Linked DNA regions of Mus musculus: region 2 is linked to region 1. A link is a contact called in public HiChIP or PLAC-seq data. All regions are on one chromosome and are shown on one strand. The core of a region is the stretch at or near the end of the contact, and the rest is flanking DNA. Distances in the headings are between cores, read along the strand shown.

Region 1 (7,330 bases), core at 1,226-3,725:
TCCCCTTCTTCCCCTTCCCCTTCTTCCCCTTCCCCTTCTTCCCCTTCTTCCCCTTCCCCTTCTTCCCCTTCTTCCCCTTCTTCCCCTTCCCCTTCTTCCCCTTCTTCCCCTTCTTCCCCTTCCCCTTCTTCCCCTTCTTCTTCCCCTTCTTCCCCTTCTTCTTCCCCTTCTTCCCCTTCCCCTTCCCCTTCTTCCCCTCCCCCTTCCTCTCCCCCTCCTCCCTTTCCCCTTCTTCCCCTTCTTCCCCTTCCCCTTCTTCCCCTCCCCCTTCCTCTCCCCCTCCTCCCTTTCCCCTTCTTCCCCTTCCCTTCCCCTTCCCTTTCTCTCTCTCTCTCTCTCTCTCTCTCTCTCTCTCTCTCTCTCTCTCTCTCTCTCTCTCCCTCTCAAAGATTTATTTATTATATGTAAGTACACTGTAGATTGTGAGCCACCATGTAGTTGCTGGGATTTGAACTCAGGACCTCTGGAAGGGCAGTCAGTGCTCTTAACTGCTGAGCCATCTCTCCAGCCCACAAGGTTCATTTCTTGCTCGTCTTATGTCTACTGTAGGCTATCTGCAGCTTAGACATGCCTTCTCTTACTTCAGGACCTAGGGTGGCAAGCCTAGGAACCAATGTGAGGTCATAGTATGCAGGAGTGAAGGGTTTATTTTGGCCCACACTTTGTGGTCACAGTCCATCACGGCAGGGAAATCATGACGGCAGGAGCGTGAGGCAGCCTGTCCCCCTGCAGCCGCCCTCAGGAAGCACTGGTGCTCAGCTTGCCTTGACGTCTCTGTTCAGTCCAGACCATGTGATGGTGCAGCCCACGTTCAAGAGGGGTTTTCCCACCTCAGTTAAACTTCTCTAGAAACTCCCTCATGGGCACGGCCACATAGTTGCCTCTTAGGTAATTCTGATCCAGACAAGTTGACAATAACAATTGACCGGCATGCTCACATGTGGCACTGGTGAGAGATCTGCCATTGCTTTCTTAGCCACTAACCTGTTCCTGTCTGACGTATTTGAGACAAAGAAACGTGGAGGGAACTTTCTAACACGCCATTGACATTTGTTTACAAGGCTTCTTTTGGTGTTCACAGGTGCCATCTTATTTTAACTTGGTGTGGCAGAAAGGCTCGGGGTCATAGTCCTTGTCCCTCCTGATCTTTTTAGTTGGGAAATGGAGGCTCGGAGAGGCTAACACTACTTGGTCAGGGTCACTTGGTTGGGCTAGAATGACTCAATTCTATTCAGCATAACACTTTTGTGTTTCTAGTGGGTTCCAGCCCTAAGCTGAGCCCAGGAGCAAGGAGATGGAATTGTCTCTTTCCCCAGCCCCTCCATGCCCTCTGCTACTTCTGTGCTCTGAGTGGGACAATCTCAGCCACCCACACCCTGACAAAACCCTTCCAGGAGCTGCCGCTCAGAGCTGTCTCAGTGGCTCCCACTTTCCTCCTCCAGAAGTCCTAGATAAGTCTGAGTACCCAGACTCTTCAGAGATTCCTCTCCTCACTTGAGGCTCTGTGGGACAGGGAATTCCTAAAAGACTCCTTTCTTCTGAGACACCAGTGTCCCCTTAACTCCATGACTTAACTCATGGATTTTAGATGTGGAATCCTACCACAAAACTAGATGGGCCATGTGGGCTTGCCTGTAGAGAGAGTTTTTGTCATGCTGAGCCCCTCCCGCTGTGTGTGTGTGTGTGTGTGTGTGTGTGTTCTTCCTCTTCCTTTTTTTCCTCCTCTTGTGGCTATGTGACTTGCTCATTCTTTTGTGGCCCAGCCTCGTAAATTACACACGCTATGCCCGACACTCTAGTGGTGGAAGTCAGCATAAAACTCCACCTGGTTCTAAGCGGGAGGGGAAACAGACCCCTCCATCCACAGGAAGGGCCTGGAGACACATTTCTGAATCACTACAGAGACCGTTTTTGATTTTGCTTCTGTTTTCATAATGTTTTCTCACAGTACGAACACCACAGGCAAGTCTGTATTTACTTGAGTACTCTTGCAACGCTTAGACTAAAAACCACTCAAAGGCTGGAGCTATGTTTTGACTCCCAGTAATTGGAACATAGTAGGAGATCAATAAATCCATGAATGAGCAGAAGATTAAACAAATGGAATTGTGAAAAAAAAAGTCACATGAGCAACTCGATGAATTCCTTATTTACTGGCTCTTTGGGATCTGTCACAGCTCTCCTGACCTCCGCACAGTGCTGCTGCTGAGCAAGTCCAGACAGGCCAGCTGGTCTCATTAAAGATGGGCTCCATTTACAAGGCTGGCTAGTATTATAGAAACCACGCAAACCTCAGGGTGCTTGTGGTCCATCCTCCCGAGGACTCCGGCTGGTTACGCTGGTAGAAAATCCATTAGGTTGTTAAGGGGAATAGGGGCAACAATGTTTCTATTTAATTTCCAGAGGAGGTTGGTAGAACACCCTCCTGGAATGGCTGCGCTGCTCACCCATCTGGCTCTCTGGATGCTATTATGCTCTTCACAGAACATTAACGAGGAAGTAAATCCACCACCTCTGTGTGAGGAGGGTGTTTGCGTCATCTCGTGTTGCCCGTTGCCTGGGAAAACAGACGTTAATAAATGTGAGCACAGCTAGCCTTGGAAGTGGGACTGGTGCTCTTGGCGTGATAATGAGTACTTCTTCCCTTCCGGAGGGGGAGGCCCGGCATCACTTCCTCCTGCGGTGGCAAAGGGGAGATGATTAGACAAAACAGGATAACCTTTTACAGTCCCCAGCAGGACTGAGAAAAGGCTATGACTTGTCACCGCCTCACTGGAGGGACAGGGAAGGACAAACAGGAGAAAAATAGGACTTCCTGAGACACTCGTTGCTCCAGCATAGCTCTGGTGTGGATTGTTACCCATCTGCCTGTTGGGATGTTGATTATCTTGTTTGCTGAAGCAGGGAAACCAGTATGAAGTCAGGGAGGCCACTGGGTCACATGATCATCTCTGCTCGCTTCGTAGTGACTTTGGTGACAGATCTGATTCTGGAGCTGGTCATGGTGACAGCACCTAAGTCATGCAGCCCAGTACCATGAAGAAGTGGAACACATTCTCAATTCCCAGAGAGGATGCAGCAGCCCACCCCCCCCGCCCCCACATACAGGGCCTTCCACTCCTCCTCTTCCTTCATCTTTTGTACTTAACAGTGAGTGACAGACTGTTAAGGAGCCCACCAAGACAAAGGGACCTCACCAAGTTGCTAGGATCGAATGAGTCCATGCATGTTGGAACGGTACCCGGAGCAAAAGAGTGATGTGCTATTGGCAGTGCTTGCTGTGTTTTTTATGTACATTCTTTGAGCAGGTGGGGAAAGCGGTCCAGGTCATCAGGAATGGGGGTCATCTTAGACCTTAAGATGTGAAGCACTGCTCGCCCTGAGCCTAGCTTTTGTGTTGTTTTAGGACTGGAAAGGAAAGGAACAAAGCCGACAGGTACGCGCTGGACTGCCAGGAGAAGGCGTATTGGCTGGTGCACCGAAGTCCGGTAAGTAAGGCTTCCCTTTCTCCCCTGACTCCTCCCCATTCTGTGCTCACCGCAGCACAGCTGCCTCTGGCTTCCCACCTTCTTGTCGCCAACAAGAGTTGAACTGGATTATCTGGTGTGGGCTGCCTTGTGCTGTGTCTTCTTGGTGGGGTCCTTACAGCTTGTCTGTCAGTGTTAAGTACCAAGCAACGGGAATCGACTCATCTTTTGTGAGGGTTTGGAATTTTTGTTGTTGAGGTTTAAGGAAATAAGAAGATCTGGGAACACAGGTCCCGAATGAGAAAAAAAACAAGACACTGAGAGCAGAGATGATGTCCTGTGCATCTCCAGACAGACAGACAGACACAGATGTCCTGTGCATCTCCAGCTCTGTCTTTTCCTCCCTGGTCCAGGTCAGCAGCTGGGAAGGGAGGAAGACAGGAGGACTGAGCACGCTTCTCAAGCTTCTCATTGCTCGGAGCACCTTGCTTCTTTGGCTTTTGGACTTCTATTTATTTTATGTGTATGAATGGTTTGCACTCATGCACGTATGTGCACCAGGTGTGTGCCTGGTGCCCCCCAGAGATCAGAAAAGGGTCTCGGATCCTCTGGTACTGGAGTTATAGATGTTTCTGGATCATACCTGTATATGGTGCTGGGAGCGGAGCCTGGCTCTTCTGAAAGATCAGCAGTGCTCTTTACCCATGAGCCATCTCTACAACCCAACTTTGGGACTTCCAATGGCTCCAACTTGGCTCCAAGAGACAGGTTGGCCACAATGGATGTAACCTGTCCCAGCTTGGTATTAGGAAATGGCAGTCTCATTTCCCAGCATTCCACTAGAGTTATCTCAGCTGCCTCAGTTTCCCTCTTGGGTTATAGAAAGTGCGAGAGGTTGACAGAGACTCCGGAAAGTGAAGCATCAAATGTTCTTATCAAAACAAATGTTCTTTCTCCTCCTCTTTTATTGACCTTGCCTCGCAATGACCAGACATGCTCAGAACAGGAAGTGAATGGAGTCAGGAATGGTGTTAAAGCCTGGCCACTCTCCCTTTCAGAGTCTGGCTGGCTTGCCCATCTTTGTCTGTCTCCAACAGATTGTTCTTAAGGTGTAGCCACCATGGTGCACGATTTGAATGTTGTCTTGCTGAAGCGAATGTTCTGGGCTTGATTCCTCAGTAGCTTGCTTGGTTGATCTTAGCTTCAGGGGTCGTCTTCAAGAAAAAAACTGATTTTTAGCTTCCCGACCCAGATTCCTGGGGGTTGACTGTGGAAGACTGAGCCCGGAGTCCTAGAGCATCCGGGCCTCCACAGTGGATGTTTGGAGAGAGAGCTTGTTTTGTGACTTCTCTGTGTTTTAGATGCAGCTTGTCGAGGTTGAGAGGAAATGGTAGGTTCACACTTACCTTCTGAGCTGGCCCCTGTACTTCATGGCTCTAAAGTGAGCCATTTTCCATCCTTCCTGAGTGGAGAATGGCTTTCCCACTGTGCAAGCAGCGAGTCCATGGTAGGAGTCCACGTGGCTGCCGTCCTCACAGAGTGAGTGCCAGACGGGCTGCTCAGTGAGCCACGTAGGACTCCCCCACTCCCCCGCCCTGGACATGAGTAACGGACCACCCAGAATTCTCCTTAGTTTTCCTGGTGTACGTTCTTAGCTTCTGTCGGGAGAAGTGAACAAGTGGCTCTTCACAGCCGGATAGATGAGTTCATATGATGCGGAGTCTACACGGCCACCTTTCCCTGTCTCCTCCTCTCATTTTTAGTAACGTGATACCAGCTCACCTCTATCACCTTCACTTTTCATGTTTTGGCTACTAATACCACGATTACCATCACCACCACCACCACCATCAGCATCAGCATCACCACTACCTCCACCATCACCACCACCATCATCACCACTGCCACCACCACCCTTGACACCAACATGCCTGACCTGGGTTGAAAACTCACACCTCGCTAAGCCTCCTGTTCCCATCCTTTTATCCACCCTTTGGAAAGCGGCATTGTTCCATTTTATTAACAAACCCACTGGAACCCTGGGATGTTGTAAGTTGCCCAGCTACACATCTCACATGTGCTAGGGCATCTGAACCCACACCCTTAATTAACTATGCAGCCCTCTCTCTTAGTCCCTATGCTTTCTTTGTCTCCTGTGACAGTGTCACCCGACGTCCTCATGTAGTTTAGTTTGCGTGTAACCTGAGTCACCCATGCTCCATACACAAACATTTGTGTTTGAACAAGCCTGACTACTCTGATAGTATAGGGGGCGGGGACTAGTTTAGAGAGAAGCTTTGATACGCTTGGGGCAGTCTTAAAATGCAGAGAACACATGAAACCCAGGTAGCATCAGGAATGAGGTAGGGCTGTATTGGGGGGCTGCTGTCACCGATTCTTCTTGGATAATCTTCATCTCTCACTGGCCAGCACAGGGAAGATGGTGTTCTATCTAAGGAACATCTCTGCCTGGAACAGAGCAATCTGTCTGACAAGCTTAGGGAGCCCTGGAGCCCACAGACTGCCAGACTGTCTCCAGGAGACCCAAACAAACCTCAACGCAGTGGGAAAAGAGCCAGCCGTAGCAAGCCAAGCATTTGGCTCGGTGGATGCTGAGCAGGAGCTCTGTAGACCCACCGCAGCCACCTGTTAGAGTGTGACGTGGTCACAGTTACCAGATGATCTGTTAACTTGCTCATTTGTCATGTGTGTGTACACATGAGTGTGTGTGTGTGTCTCCATGCATGTGTGTGTATGTAGGTGCATGTGCGTATGTATGTGTGTATGCACATTTATGTATGCGTGCATATGAGTGTGTATGCTTATGCATGTATATGGTATATATGTGTGTTTGTGTATGCATGTGTATGTATATGTGTGTGTGCATGCATGCATTTGTATATGTATGTGTATGTGTGTGCACTGTGTATGTGTGCGTGCATGTGTATGTGCATGTGTGTATGCATATATATGTGTATATATGTGTGTGCATGCATGTGTGTATGTGTGTTGTATGTATGCATGCTTGCTGTTTGCAGAGGCACACATGTGTCTGTATGCATGTAGAGACCTAAGGTTGATGTCAGAAAGCATCCTCTCTTCTTCTCACCCTGTTCTTTGAGGCGTTTCCTCAAAGTCAAATGCAGAGCTCACTGATGAGCCTAGTCTCTCTATCCAGCTTGCTCTGGTGACCACCTCACTGTCCTCCAAGCCTGGAATTACAGGCCAGCTGTTCCAACCCATCCATCATTCGTGTCATTCTAGAGATCTGAACTCTAGACCTCAGGCCTGTACAGCAAGAGCTTTAACCACTGAGGCTGCTCATCTGTCTCGTTCTTATTGGCGAAATCCTTATTGAGCCACGACTGGCAGGAAAAGAGTGTTGGGCACATGATGCCAGATAGACAACATTGAGTTTGTACTGTGTGTGCACCTGCAGAGACAGGACACCTGTCTGATGCTGTATCCAGAAAAGCATCATCAGGAGAAGGTGTTCAGGCATGGGTAGTAGTTGGTCAGTCATCGAGTTTGACCCAAATGGATCAAAATACAGATCTATGTGTGATACAAACAATATAAATGAACAAGGGAGAAATGGCTTCCTTCTATAGCTAAGGATGACCTTGAACGCCCAATCTCTTATCTTTATTTCCATACCCAATTTGTATGTTGCTGGGGCTGGAACCCAGGGCTTCATCTATGCCAGGAAAGCACTCTACCAACTGAGCTACACCCACACTGAGACAAGATTCCTGGAGCAAAACATTTCGATGTTTCCCGTAACTTCACTGAGCCACCTGGGCAACACCAGTGACTTGGTGTCTTCTGAGGACACAGTCCATCACCCAGGCCTGGTTTTCTGG
Region 2 (7,408 bases), core at 1,456-3,955, 590 kb before region 1:
AGGTACTTTTCACTGCTGAGCCATCTCACAAGCAGTTCATTTGACAGGACCTAGAGAGGCCAATGAGTATGTCTGGAGAGAATCTGCAAACAGGATTGACACGTGGACTGATAACTGAGAGAGAAAGACCCTCCCTGGCTGTGGACAGCACTACCCAACAGGTAGGGATGAAGAAGAGGAAGATGACAGCCAGCATGTGAAGGCATCGTTCTTGGGGGGGGGGGGGGCGGTGATCTGTGATTGCTTCCATCACCATTGGAAAGCTGACTCCAGCTTCGATGGTCTCTGAGTCTCACTAGTGACTTCTCCCATCAGCATCTGAGTGGGCGTCTTCACTGGCCGCCTGAGGCTTCCATCTTCTCTGCCTCTCTAGGGTACAGACAGCCATTGTTGGACTTCACAGCCTCCACTTGTGTTCGGGTCCCATCCTAACATTCAGGCACTGAGGTGGAGTAGTGAGTAGGTGGACCAGAGGCTGATAACCTCAGGCCATTTACTTTCTCTTACTTTGGGGTGGGGGGGGGGGGCGGGGAAGAAGCTGATGGCTTCTGGCAATTAACTCCTGCTGATGGCCGCAAGGGATTAAGAAAAGAAACTTAGTTACTTGGGCTCTTTACTCTTTGACTGGGGCGTCTCTGACTGGCCTGAGAGGCTCCAAGGAGCTCAGTAACCCTTCATGAGCCAGAGAGAAAGAAATAGGATAAAAAGTAAGCCATGCCCACCCGCGCGCGCACACACACACACACACACACACACACACACACACAAAACCATCAGTTTCATCAATTTCACAAATGCACATGCATAGTTACATACATGCACATATACCTACATATGTGTGTACATGCAGACACATACATACACACACATATTTACAGATATGTACATTTGGCGAATGGAGCAAAGCCACAACAGCCACACTATTTTTTTCCCTCTCAGCCTTTTTATAACTCCTTAGACAAAAGTTCTTTATAAAATTAGCCCACAGATAAAATGTTACACAAAAAGGAGTTACAGAAGGATGTCCGTAGTAAGTTCAAAGCAGTGTTACATTCTATAAGCTCATTATAAGTTCAAAGCAACAGTTTCCCATGGCCTTGCTCTATCATGGTGCATACCTGTGGCTTCATCCTTGCACCTGACCTAGAATGAATGTTTTTCCTTGATCACAATTCTGCCCCAAGCCTGTTTCTCTTTTTTTTCCTGTAATTTATGAAAGCTCATTGTGTTCCTAATTATGCAGCCTTTACTATTCTATGAGGAGTGGGTACATTCTATTCTTGATTCTAACTATATTACATCTTTCTGGCAAAACGACTAAAACCGTCTCCTTAAACTTTCTTCCTAAAATTATTTGAATCAAACCAGGAATTCTATAAAGTCATTAATTCATCTAAACAGCACTAATTTATGAAAGTTCATCTTCATGTTGATCTGCAGGAAATTTGCCCAATTGGGTGGGCTGGTGCCCAGGAATCATTGGGCTATGTAATAGTGATGGGAAAGTCATAACATCGGTGAGAAGCAATCCTGGGATGACGTCTCTGGGGTCCATGCCTGTCAGAGCTCACCTGTCACAGCCATGCAAAGTGGTGGGCCATCCTCAAAAAAAAAAAAAAACCTTACTTGGTTGCCAAGCTTCATGGCTTATGCCACAATTACATATGCCAGTCCCCCCCCCCAAAAAAAAAATCCCCTTAGCTGTGTTTCCTGTCTGCTAAGAATCAAAGAACAGCCTCCACTGAGCCCCCCCCCCCCAGGATAATATTCTACCCAAGCATGTGAGGCTAAAAGCCAGGATGAACCCTCTGAAACAGTGACCTAAAATAAAAGAAAGGAGCTTTTGTTTCTCCAAGTATTTAGCCACAGCAAAGAGCAAAGGAAGTAATGCATATAGGACCACCTGTTTCAAACCAAAGAAGATGCACATGTGAGTTCCATGGGAAAGTCTCTGATGAGCTGAGCCCTTCATTCAAGTCTAATGGGTTTGTGCAAAAAATAAAAAAGAAAGACATATCAATGTCTGTTACATCATTAGTACATCTTATCCCTCCTGCTATAAAACTCCAGTGACTTGTTCTCCAGTGGCTTCATAACTGATGCTGGGAAAACCCACTTGACATGAAGTGCTCTTTACAAAGTGGTATTGCTTCAAAACGGTAACCCTAGGGACTGAAGAGATGTCTCAGTGGTTGTGAGAGCATGCTGCTCTCTTGTGTGCCTGAATTTGATTTCCAGCATCCATGTCGGCTGACTTAAAACCACCTGCAACTCCAGCTCTGGGCCTTCGTGGGCACCTGTACACACACACACACACACACACACACACACACACACACACCTGTGAATATGTAAAAATAAAGATAAATGTAAAAATCCACAATAAATAGGACAGACAGATGGACAGACAGGATAGGATACATAGATAAGAGCTGTAACCCTAGTTTTGCTTATTGCAGTCGGCCAGCCCATCCCACTAGTTTCATGCTTGCTACTACCCACATATGCATGAGTTGCTTCTCTGGAGATCCCTAAGTGATGTACCAACATCCTACTAAAATCATCTTGGGATGCCACAGACCCACTTAGGCCCTGATGCCCTGCTTTCCTTGTAACAAAAATGAGCCAGTCCCATCATCCTATCTCATCCAAAAAGAATCGGCAGTAATCACACAGCCACACGGTGGCGCTCCTGCTCTATCCCAGCGAGCCAGGTTCTCTGGAGAAAAGATCGGATCCAGAGCCGTGTTTGCAGGGGTTTTCAAAGCTAGCAATGAATAAGCAGCTGCAGAGGCATACAATTTAAGCCAAGAAGATTGCTGAGGGCCAGTAAAGGCAAGTTTACAGTCTTTGTGGTCTAGAAAAGTCCCTGTTCAGACGCCGCCTCCCTTGCAGAAGCTAAAAGTAGTCCCACAAATTCCTCCAGGGAAATGGGAAACCCCTGGGCCAGCAGGAAAGGGCGTGGGGGGGGGGGGTGTCATTGTCGAAGTTTGACTATCCCATTTCTCTAATTCTCCCTACAGTAAAAGACAGCTGTGCCTTGCTGTGTTTTCTTTCTTTCTCGATCATCGAGGTTGCTCTAAAGACTGAGGTCGCCCAAACCCAAGATCTGTAGCCTGCTTACTTGCATGTTTTTGCACACCGGATATGACTCAGGCTGCGCCCAGGATGTCTGCTGCCCACAATCCTTTGGGGGACAGGATCTGTCTGTGCCTCTGTGCAACCGTTTGGTTTATCTGCTGGCCGTCAGAACTCTACCCTGTCATTTAAGCCCCGAACTTAGCCACAGGTCTCAAAACGTCTTAATTCATGGGTTTCTCTAAGTCACGTGATCTCAGTATGAACGGTTTAAAATGCCTTCAGGTTTTTACATTTCTGCTTTTAATGAGGAAACAAACAGAACCAGATACAGGAGTAAGGTCAATGCCAGAGTTAGAAGCCATGGCTTCTGGGGCTGAAGGCGTGGCTTAGTGGGTGAAGCACTTGGTGTTCCTCATGCGCACCTGAGTTCGGATTCTCCAGCACCCATGTAAGCTGGGCATTGAATTGGCATGGCCCATGATTCTCGGGGGGGGGGGGTGCGGGGGGGTACAGATGAGAAGATCCCTGGATCTTACTAACCAGCCAGTTTGGTTGGAACAGTGACTTTCAGGCTCAGTTAGAGACCCTTTTTCAAATACTAAGGTGGACTCATAGGCATCTTGCTACATCAGTCATAAAGGAATATTTTGGAAGAATCAAAGCCAGAGGTCAGGGAGGACCGGAGCAAATGTGTGTTCCGGACACGGTAGGACCACTGCACTGGTGAACTCACAGCAGCTGTGGTTGCCTGTACAAGACCTGCACAGGACCACGACAGTCAGCATTGCAGCATGGAGGGACTCACAAGCCTACCACTTACTAAGGAGCATGGGCAATAGATGGCTTCTGGGAGTGACAGACTCCATTTTTCTTTAAGGGTGTGGCCTCTGAGAGGTTGCCTAAGTTCCAGTGGATTGCCCATACCCATGAGTATGTGGGCAGCTCAAACTGCAACCAGTGGCTAAAAACAAGAACTTGGGAAGAGTTAGGGGAAGGAGTGAAGGGTGATCAAAATACATTGTATGCATGGATGGATTCTCACAAAAGAAATAAAAGTATTGTGTTTTCTAAAGGTAGGGAAGATTAAAGGTTAAAAGGAACACATTTGATGTCAAACACCGGCGTGCAAGGGCACACACATACACACACAAAGGCATATATATTCATGCACACACACATGCATATGCATATGCTCATATGCACACATATATACATGCATATATATGTTCTGGGGGCCAGCTCTGGAGCTCTGGTTCTCTCTTGAAGGTAGTGAGGTGTGTGGTGCTGGAGAGTGTTGGCAGGGGCAAGACTTGATCTTGCGAGAGAGTAGGGTTGCTTTCTATAATAGCATTTACCTATCTTGATTTTAAGTTACTCTGAGGGCAGAAGCTGCAGGCCTCTGGACCTATTGATACTTGTTGCTAACAGAGATGACTAGTGACTAGGTAAAGGATTTATTGCTAGAGCTCCCTTCTCTGGCCAGGCATCCAGGAGCCCCTTACTGACTTGGCTGGTTAACTCTGTAAACCAGGAAAGAAATAAGAAGTCAGCCACACAGAAAACACACATCGGATGAAATGGTTACATCACCTTTTATTTATTGCTTTTATCTTTTAATAGCTTTTAGACATAAATTCTTACACACACACACACATACACGCATGCACATGCACACTGGTTGGGCCCAACCATCTGTCTCATCAACTCCACAAGTGTTCATGCATGCTTACATACATACACATACCTTCATATGTATAATAAACAAACAGGCATATACATTTGGGTGGGTTTATGAATAGATGGATAGGGCAGAGCCCTGTAAGCCAAACCATCCAACAACTTTATTTCTTTTCTGTGGCCTATGTATATGTTCTTAAAAAAAAAATCCTTAGAATATTACCCCAGAGGTAAAATGTTACATAAATGGGAGTTACAGACAGATGTTGATATTATGTTTAAAGCAGTGTTTCATTCGGTATGATCATTATAAGTTCAAAGCAACAGTTTTTCCATGACCTTGCCTCATACAGTACACACATAGGTCCACATAGGCTTTATCCTTGGACCTAAATGTTTTTCCTTGAACACCAATTTGTCCCAAGTCTACTTCCCTTTTTAGTGTGATTATGAGAGCTCATTCTTTTGTTTGGTTGTTTTTTTTTTTTTTTTTTTTGAGACAGGGTTTCTCAGTATAGCTCTGGCTGTCCTGGAACTCACTCTGTAGACCAGGCTAGCCTCTAACTCAGAAATCCACCTGCCTCTGCCTCCCGAGTGCTGGGATTAAAGGCATGTACCACCATGCCCGGCTATTCATTGTATTTCTTATTAGGCAGCCTTTACTTACTATATGAGAAGTGGGCACATTCTATTCTTGATTCTAACTTTATTAGATATTTCTAGCAAAACATCTAAAACCATCACTTAAAACTTTCCTCCTAAAATTATTTAAATCAAAGCAGGAATTCTATAGAATCATTAATTCATCTAAACAGCATTAATTCATGAAAGTTCATCTTTATGTTGATCTGCAGGAAGTCTGATTAATAGGGTGGGCTAATGCTCAGGGATTCTTATATTCATTTAATGACAGGAAAGGCATATCAGCTGCAAGAAGTAATCTTGTGATGAAGTCTCTTTGGGATGTTGCCTCATAGAGCTCACCCATCGCAGACCATGCAAAAGTAGGGTGGCGGGGGGGGGGTACCTCCAGGAAGTCCACCTGCTAACTTTAGCCTATCCTCGATGGCTCCTGACATATGCATATGCACACATGTATACACATATATACATACACAAATATATGCAGGCATATGTACAACAGTATACACATACATGCACACAGTTGTGTGCACACATACATAGAAATATGTATACACACACATATATATAGCATACACACACATGCATCCACACGCACAGTACACACATGTATAGCATACACATATGCACATGCATACACACACTTACACACACACAGAGATACAAGTCTTGACTCGCACTCAGAGATGCACCGACTTTCCTGAATTTCGGACGAGCAAGCAAGCTTCTCCCTTTTACACCATTCTTACTTCTGTCCACCCACTCATTGACTCACGCTGACCCACATCTGTGCTGCTGCAGCATTCAGCTCAGTGTCAGAGCCTCGGGACACTGTCACAGCCTGGGAGAAACGAAAGCGCCTGCTGCCTACCGCACCATAAATTGTCTCCCTTTCAGAGATAAGGTTCCAGACAGCAGAAAGAACGCCCTGTGCAAACCTCTAGAAAATAAACAAGTTGGTTTTGGTTTTTTTTTTGTCAACATAATTTTCAAGTTTCCTGAAATAAAAATAGAGTAGATTCTGCCATACTCTGCGCTTAGTGCCTTTGGAATGGCAGGCCCTGTAAGTCCCTCAGTCTCTGCTTGGCGATGGGTTAGGTTGTAGACCCAAATCAGTCAGTTTTACATTGCTGTAAGAAAATACCCCAGAGTAGTTGTTTATATTTTTAAAAGATGTTCCCTTATTGCAATACTAAAGGTTCAAAGGGACAGCACGTGGCTCAACTCTAGAGGAGACCCTCTTGGCTACATCACATCACAGTGAAAGATAATGGCAGGTGCTTATGTAGGAATAAGCCACAACATCATAGAACAGCCAGAGAGAGGCTGAGAAGATCCAGGCTCAGACTTTTAGCATCATCCTCTCTTGAGATCTACGAGTCCTGCGGGAAATCTGAAGACACGCCCCCAAGTGGGCCTATGGATTTTCCAGGAGATGCTATTCATTAAAGACTCAACTACTTTCCATACTGCCACACTGACGGTCAAGCCTCCAGCACATGAATACTTGGGAGCTAAGCCACATTCAATGTACAGGATCACCCTTCTCACTCCAGGAGTTGACCAAGCTCATGCTAAGCAAACTTTCAGGGAAGAGTTGGAATTAGTTGGATTGTGAGTTTGTGTAGAGCATCCTAAGGGTTGACAGGTGCCATGCCCTCAGATACCTTTGTAATCCTGAGATTGTGGAGCAGGGAGCAAGCTAAACAGTACTTTAAACAGTAGTACAATGGGCCTTTCCCTCCTTTCAGATCACACGGGCCTCTCCATCCCAGGGCACCTTGGGTCCCCTTCCAGCTGGTTCACCATCAGCATCAATAGATGCCCCCTACTCTGAGTCTTTTTGATCCCCTGGGCCTCTGAAAACAATTTGATTAATACATACTCCAGGATAGTTGTTTAATTCATCCAGCTCCAAGACAACACCATTGCCCTGAGTCGCTCACTCCCTTCTCTACAGTGATAAAAGTTCCAATTCCCTTGGAAGAGCACACTCATCATCCTTCCT

What was found. HiChIP or PLAC-seq counts read pairs in DNA pulled down with a chosen protein or histone mark.
Region 2: a contact with region 1 is called in an H3K27ac HiChIP or PLAC-seq map of regulatory T cells, with 6 times the contacts expected there. The contact joins two enhancer-like sites. A contact is called at or near these places in 1 of 15 datasets of contacts at CTCF or cohesin (embryonic stem cells), 5 of 484 Hi-C or Micro-C datasets (B cells, embryonic stem cells, epidermal suprabasal cells and 2 more), 2 of 115 datasets of contacts at active chromatin or transcription factors (embryonic basal ganglia and regulatory T cells) and 2 of 9 other capture datasets (embryonic tail and embryonic trunk).

Annotation. Positions count from the first base shown.
Region 1 is chr11:109,265,081-109,272,410 of GRCm38.p6, reverse strand. Rgs9 (regulator of G-protein signaling 9) reads left to right here. Exons shown (of 19, transcript NM_011268.2): 8 at 3,407-3,488. Among named protein-coding and RNA genes, the nearest start is that of Rgs9, 29 kb to the left of the region's middle. Within about 2 kb of position 2,475, at least 84 of the 459 cell types and tissues checked have an H3K27ac peak or open chromatin away from gene starts, as enhancers often do. A contact at or near this core is called in regulatory T cells, where this site is marked.
Region 2 is chr11:109,856,093-109,863,500 of GRCm38.p6, reverse strand. No RefSeq gene overlaps it. Among named protein-coding and RNA genes, the nearest start is that of 1700023C21Rik, 14 kb to the right of the region's middle. Within about 2 kb of position 2,705, at least 229 of the 459 cell types and tissues checked have an H3K27ac peak or open chromatin away from gene starts, as enhancers often do. A contact at or near this core is called in regulatory T cells, where this site is marked.